2 separate regions of the Mus musculus genome follow, and region 2 is linked to region 1. Evidence: chromatin contacts called from public promoter capture Hi-C data. All regions are on one chromosome and are shown on one strand. Each heading gives the region's core, a stretch centred on a gene start, on an enhancer-like site or on the middle of the called end of the contact. The rest is flanking DNA. Distances are from core to core; before and after follow the strand shown. Region 1 holds the start of Lyg2 (lysozyme G-like 2). Region 2 overlaps Gm5099 (predicted gene 5099).

The links. Promoter capture Hi-C pulls out the DNA fragments that hold promoters and counts their contacts.
Region 2: a promoter capture Hi-C map of trophoblast stem cells shows a contact between it and region 1, with 4 times the contacts expected there. The contact joins the enhancer-like site here to the promoter of Lyg2 in region 1. A contact is called at or near these places in 8 of 39 promoter capture datasets (HPC-7-derived erythroid cells, embryonic stem cells, hematopoietic stem and progenitor cells and 5 more), 3 of 484 Hi-C or Micro-C datasets (the BV-2 cell line, the G1E-ER4 cell line and ventral hippocampal neurons) and 1 of 9 other capture datasets (macrophages).

Annotation. Positions count from the first base shown.
Region 1 is chr1:37,914,856-37,918,147 of GRCm38.p6, forward strand. It overlaps Lyg2 (lysozyme G-like 2), which reads right to left and starts at 1,638. Exons shown (of 6, transcript NM_001033427.3): 1 at 1,381-1,638; 2 at 865-937. The coding sequence starts at 907.
Region 2 is chr1:38,157,948-38,161,239 of GRCm38.p6, forward strand. It overlaps Gm5099 (predicted gene 5099), which reads left to right. Exons shown (of 6, transcript NR_151587.1): 4 at 1-770; 5 at 1,268-1,314; 6 at 1,805-1,945. Among named protein-coding and RNA genes, the nearest start is that of Gm5099, 28 kb to the left of the region's middle. Within about 2 kb of position 1,679, at least 5 of the 459 cell types and tissues checked have an H3K27ac peak or open chromatin away from gene starts, as enhancers often do. A contact at or near this core is called in trophoblast stem cells, where this site is marked.

The DNA.
Region 1 (3,292 bases), core at 388-2,887:
TGAACTCAGAAATCCACCTGCCTCTGCCTCCCAAGTGCTGGGATTAAAGGCATGCGCCACCACTGCCTGGCTGCATCTCCTCATTTCATGCCCTCACTAAAGCCTTTCAGGTCTGACCTTCCTAGAAGGATGTGAACTCTTCCTTCTAAACTCCCACACTAATGGATTTCCCATCTATATAACTCATCCAATGACTCTCACCCACTACCTGGCATCGAGAATTTTCTTTTCATTCATCTTGACTCTTGCACTGTTCCATAACCCTCTTTAAAAGAAATTCAGCCAAATGGGTGCACTGTCAGAAAGTACACAGACTAATTAGTATTTTATTATTTTACATCCCCACTAACATCTCCTTTGTGCTCTTAGCAAGCAGAAGATGCTCTTAAAAACAAGCTGTTGGATCGGGCAGTGATGGCACACACCTTTAATCCCAGCACACAGGAGGCAGAGGCAGATCAGTGAGTTTGAGGCCAGCCTGGTCTATAGAGTGAGTTCCAGGATAGTCAGGGCTACACAGAGAAACCCTGTCTTGGGGGAAAAAAAAAAAAGAGCAGTTGTTTAGGGATAGGGAAGTAATGATGGAGGAATGATGTCAATTCTGACATCTCCCTGTGTGTACTTGCTCCTGTGCATACACACTCACACTGGTGCGCGCGCGCCCACAGACACACACATACATACACCTGTACACATATGTATACACATTACACACACACACACACACACACACAAAAGCAAAGCAAACAACTAAGCAGTTGGTTAATAGTCAAGCCGGTCACTCTTCTGTTGCATGTAGTCATCATGCCTTCTGACTCTGCTAGAAAGCAGATACCCTGAGAATCAGGGAAAATCGCTACTTACCAACGAGAGCAATAAGTCCCCAGAACACCACCGAGGGCACCATGGCCGTGACTCTTATCCTTTGGGATCTGTTCTGGTTTGAAATAGAAACAGATTAGTTTTAAAACTTGAAGGTTTCTTAACAGGAAGTCCCTGTCATTCAAACAACACATTGACAAACTTAGAATCATTTCCAATATAACGTTTGTCTCCCAGCTCCTTGACAGCATCCCGACAGCCTCACGCATGCCTGCCCTTAGCACCCTCCTACAGTGCGACTCCTGAGCACCCCTTTAGCCTTAGTGTGCCTGCTTTAGCATGCACAGTGTGACTCCTGAACAGCACCCCTGCAGCCTGAAGCATGCATGCCTTTAGCACACCCTGACAGTGTGACTCCCAGGAGATTTCAATCCACCATCACCTCTTAGCAGAGGGTGGTTGTATTCTGTCTCTTCCCAGATGGGCTCTTCCCTTGGTTTCCTTTCTGAAGCATGGTCTATGTTTCTCAAGATGCAAGCAAGGAAAGCTACCACTCACCTCTCTTGCAGTCTCCCAGAGAAGTCTCTGAAGAAGCCTTTAGTGGTGGCAACCTGTAGATTAAGATTTCACACAGAGATGGTCTTTATAACATTCCTATAGCATAGATGTGACAGCTGGAGACTCCATCAGGCAGTGGCTCGCTGTGCCTCTGGCTTCCTTCAACTGAGCAGACTTCAGTGTGTGCCTTTGCCACCGAGAAGGAAGCTTTTAATCACCAGAACCTACACTCACCTGCCTCGTCTACTTTTGTCCTGTACCAATGATTGGTAGAGGAGCTTTATATATGATTTAAAGGGCCTCTCTTTAAAGCATTGACCTCATTAGACCTGATTATAGTGCTACTTTGGATTTAGGTGGCTCCTTTAATAAAAGGACTTCAAAGTGTTTATTGACTACAATGAATTAATGAATCTAACGAACCCCCCAGGTTGCACTGGAGGCATCTATTTGGTGGATGGTTTCTGAATACCTAAAATGGTCTTAGGCACACGTCTTCCGAATTTGAGTATAAGATGCTGATAATTAGCCTAGAAAGGAGAAAGAAACAGGAAATGCTAGCACACTTCTGAATAGATAATTCACCTGAAATGCTCATTTCCACATTCCAGAATCATAGGATTGCCATGTAAAGATGTCATCCTATCTTATGCCAGCATGTCTCTCAACTGTGATAGATTAGCTTGCCTCCTGGCTCCAGGTCCACCTCTAACAGGGTAGCTGTCTGTTGTCGAGAAGAAACACAAAGGCAGGGAGTAGCAATCTGAGTGTTTGATGCCCCATTATTTCCTGTGTGTGCATGCACATGTGTGTGGGGGGGGGGGAGGCCAAAGGTCAATATCAGTATCCTCAATCTTCACCTTCTACATTATTTCCTGAGACAGGGCCTCCCACTGAATCTGAAGTTCGCTAATTAGGCAAGACTAGCTGGCCAGGGGTACTCTTGTAGACTCTGCCTCCCAAACATTAGTAGTACGCATGCATGCTGCTGTGCCCAGCATCTTACATACGTGCTGAGATCTTACATACGTGCTGAGGGTCTGAATTCAAGAGTCTTGTTCACATGCTCAGCACTTTACTGACTGAGCCCTCTTTTGAGCTCTGTCATTTCCAAAACTTTCTAAGGAAGCAGGGGAAAAAAAGGATTTTGTTGGGGATAAATATATCTTCAAGTAGACAGTATCTTTCCCCGCCCTCACACTTATAAGAGGCACACACGGGAAATAAAAGAACATTCTTATATTAGGCAAAGCACATTTCCCAGAGCAGAGGGAGAAGTCTAGCCTCGATCTCTCCATACATCAGAGATGTTTTTAAGACCACACATAATTCTTCTGTCCACCAGAGGACAGAAGACAAAGGTGCTGAGCTAAATGACATTCCAGCTTCCTAGGAAAATGACAGAGCCTAGGAGGAGTCAGTTGCCCACATGGAACGGGCCTCTGTATCTCAGGACACTTCTGCCCTGTGTGCTGTATTGCAAAGTGGGTGCATCCAGAAAGGCAAAGCTGGGACGCGTTGAGTGATGGAAGAGCCCCGATTCCTTGGGTCTCAAGGAGATGAGTCACGGAGGGCCTGCTCTATCTCCACTGTCAACGCTGCAGTCAGGGCTGCTCGTTAATAAGGGGTTTTGCACAAGACTAGCAGCCGGGAGGCAGCCTTTAGAAACACGGAGGTTATTACTGGCAACAATGTTACCGTACAGGTTACACTGAGGCACTGTGTTTGTGGCCTGCGGGAGTGCTGGCCAGGGACGAGTTGGGCAAACGACAGGAGGCTTTCAGGACAAACAGGATGAGAGCATTCAGGGAGGGAGTAAGAAGAGACAGAGAAAGAATCTAAAGGTGAAACCAGGTGGGGGCTCATGCTGTCCCTTGACGCTCCTGGAAAATGCCAGCATTCACAGAATCCT
Region 2 (3,292 bases), core at 429-2,928, 240 kb after region 1:
ACACAGGCCTTGAGCCCTGTGCTGGTTTTGGCAGAAGCATTACGTGTAGGAAAGGCAAATCCATATGCAGAAGAAGTACTCCGGTAAGAACAAGTCACAGTCCTTTCCATGAAAGAATGATCTAATGTAGTCAACCTGCCACCAGGTTGCTGGTTGGTCACCTCGAGGGAGGGTGCCATATCTGGGGCTCACTGTTGGTCTCTGCTGTTGGCAGATCTGGCATTCAGCAACAACTGTAACCAGATCAGCCTTGGTGAGTGGAGTCCGTGTTATTGAGCCCAAGCATAACCCTTATCTTGGCCACCATGGCCAGTTTATTCATGTTTCCATTGAGCAATGACAGAGGTGACTGGAGAAGGATGCTGACTGTCCACAGAACAGGTCATCTTATCCACTTGATTACTGAACTCCTTCTTGGCTAAAGTCACCTTTTGATGAGCACTTACCTGGGACACAAATATCTTCACATCCTTTGCTGGTTTGGAGACATCTATCCACATACTTCTTCCCCAGAAGTCTTTCTCACTGATTTTTCCAATCACGATTTTCCCAAGTCCCTGACCATCCAGCCAATCAATTCGCAATGTGGTATTGGGTATTGATCAGCTCTCAGATTATGTACAGGAAGGAGGTTCACTGGGTCACAACTGTGCCGTTGATCTCAGGTAACTGGAACGGTAGAAAACAGAACTGGGAGAGAGAGGACTATAGTACCACTCATCACACCACAATGGGGACATACAGCCTGCCCAGTGCCAAGAGTCATCCCAGTGAGTAAATGTGGGTTCTCCGATTACACCAACACAGGCTCTAGTGGAGCCTGCTGGTAACAATGAGGCTCTGACAGCCATTGGACAGGGACTCTATAGAAAATATCTTAACTTCCCTCTTGGCTTTCCTGTGAACCTAAAAACCATTTTTAAAATGACATCTTTGTGAGGAAGGATTTGAACAGAAAAATGTGTATCAGGATCTCAAGGAACTGAAGGTGGCTTTAGATTAAACACACCACGATCGGGGCTCTCTTTGCTCCTGAGTATGTCAGCCGATTTTGTCTCTGTCTCCTGTACATTTATCCTTTGTTAAGTTCTGCACATGGCCAAAGGGTTCTGTCTCAGTGCTGGATCTGAAAGCTAAATCTAGAACAGATTATTATAATATGAAAAGGGTTGTCTAAATAGTAAACATTTGTAGACCATGAATAATCTATCACCTCATTCCTTTGTTCATTTATCTGTTGACAACACAAAGCTTACTCCCTTTTCAGACGGAAGTCCAGGAGAATGGGGAATGGATAGTCACCCTGCAAAAGCCGTAAGTATGAATCTGCATTCTGTCTGGTCCTCTTCCTGTTCAGGGCCCTCCTGCATTTTTGCCTGGTGCATATTCCACATCTAGGTTCTTCTACTTCATGTCAGCTTCAGTACAGCAGTTTCAGGGCATAGCAGCTACACAGAGGTTCAGATCAAACCCATCCATTCTCAGAATGAGTCAGTCCCTCACAGTCAATCTAGTGGGAGAGGCCTGAAAAGCAAAGATCCTGACTGCTTCCCTGGCCTCCATAAGACCAGATGAGAGGGCCTCTCCAAAGTGGGAGACAGTTTTTCTCCTATGTGACAGACATTCTTCTTACCATCTGTGGTGACTTGAATAGGAATGACTCCCATAGGCCAGATTTAAATGCTTGGTCACCAGGGAGTGGCTCTATTAGGAGGTGTGGCCTCTCTGGAGGAAGTGTGTCACTGAGGGTGGGCTTTGGGGTTTCGAATGCTAAGCCAGGCCTAATGTCTCTGTCTTCCTGCAGCTTGCTGATCCAGAAGTAGAATTCCTGTCTCTTTCTCCAGCATCATGCCTGTCTGTATCCTGCCGTGCTTCTCGCCATGACAATAAAGGGCTAGTCTGAACTTGTAATCCAGCCCTATTAAATGTTTTCCTTTGTAAGAGTTTCCATGGTCATGGTGTCTCTTCACAGCAATAGAACAGTGACTATGACATGCTCCCAACTGTGTGTGTGTGTGTGTGTGTGTGTGTGTGTGTGTATGTGTGGTATGCCTCTCGCATATAGATATCAGAGAGCAACATTTGAGTGTTAGTTCTTTTCTTCCACCGTGGATTCTAGGAGCTGAACTGAACCTGGAATTCAAAGCAGGCACTTCTCTCTGTGGAGCATTTCAGTGGTCTGCTAACTTCAAACTCTGAATTCGGCAACGGCCAACACACATGACACAGAAAATATATGAGCCACAGATGCAGGCATTTTGATAATTTTTGTCTATTCACTCTCTTCCCTCTTCCTCCTGTCCCCTCAGATTTTGGAGGTGTTGAGAATTTTGGTCAAAGCATCTGATGGCTCTCTCAATATTAATGAATCCATTTGAATGAAAGAAAATCAGATGGAACCAAACCATTTGGCTGTGCCTCCTCTCCTCCTAGTCACCCCCTCTTTCCCCTTCCCTCCTCCTTCTTGTCACCCCCTGGGGGTCAAGTGTACAAGAGGGTGAATGAAAACCTTCCTGTAGTCTTTAGCTTCTGTGGCCAGTCAGAGGTGGCTTCTGTGGGTCTAGAAAACCAGCAAAGAGAATGGGGACCATGCCACAACTCATTTTCTTACATGTCCCCCACCCCAGCCATGTGTTTGAAAGCACCGTGAATGGAGTGGAGAATGGTGGAAGTGTAGTCAATCCCTGCTGCCTCTGAGCTGTGTAAGTGTGGAGAACTGCACAGCGCTGGTTGCCTTATGTGTAAGTCAGCTCAGGCATGATATAGAGACCATCAGTCTTGTGGCCTGTTGTGTGTATGGGGGCTTAGAATGACAGGCGTCTATGAAATGCCGAAAGAATGAACAGAGTCCAGCCATCTGGCCTTCCTCATATAGATACAATGACACAGAGAATTCAGTGCTCTTGCCCGAGGTCACAAATATTACTTAGGGGCAGTGACTCTGGGACATCGGACACTTAGGTTGGAATTCTGAATACCTCCCAAACTTTGTGGGGAGGGTGGGATAAAGAACACTGAAACACCTCATACGTTTTCTGTGTGATGTATGTCGGCCTTTGCCGAATCCAGGGTTTGAGACTGCCATTTTTACCCCCCAAACAAAGCAGAATAAAACAAAACAACTCATTCAATGTGATTTACAAATTGCAGCCACCTAATAATAGTACCTTGCGTTTCTGGAGATCTTTTCATCGCAACACTCTTTCCAGACAATAACTAATGAATTTTCCCAACTCCCTCTAGGAACAGAGACACGTGCATTTCCATTTAATTTACATGAAATGAAGAAAAA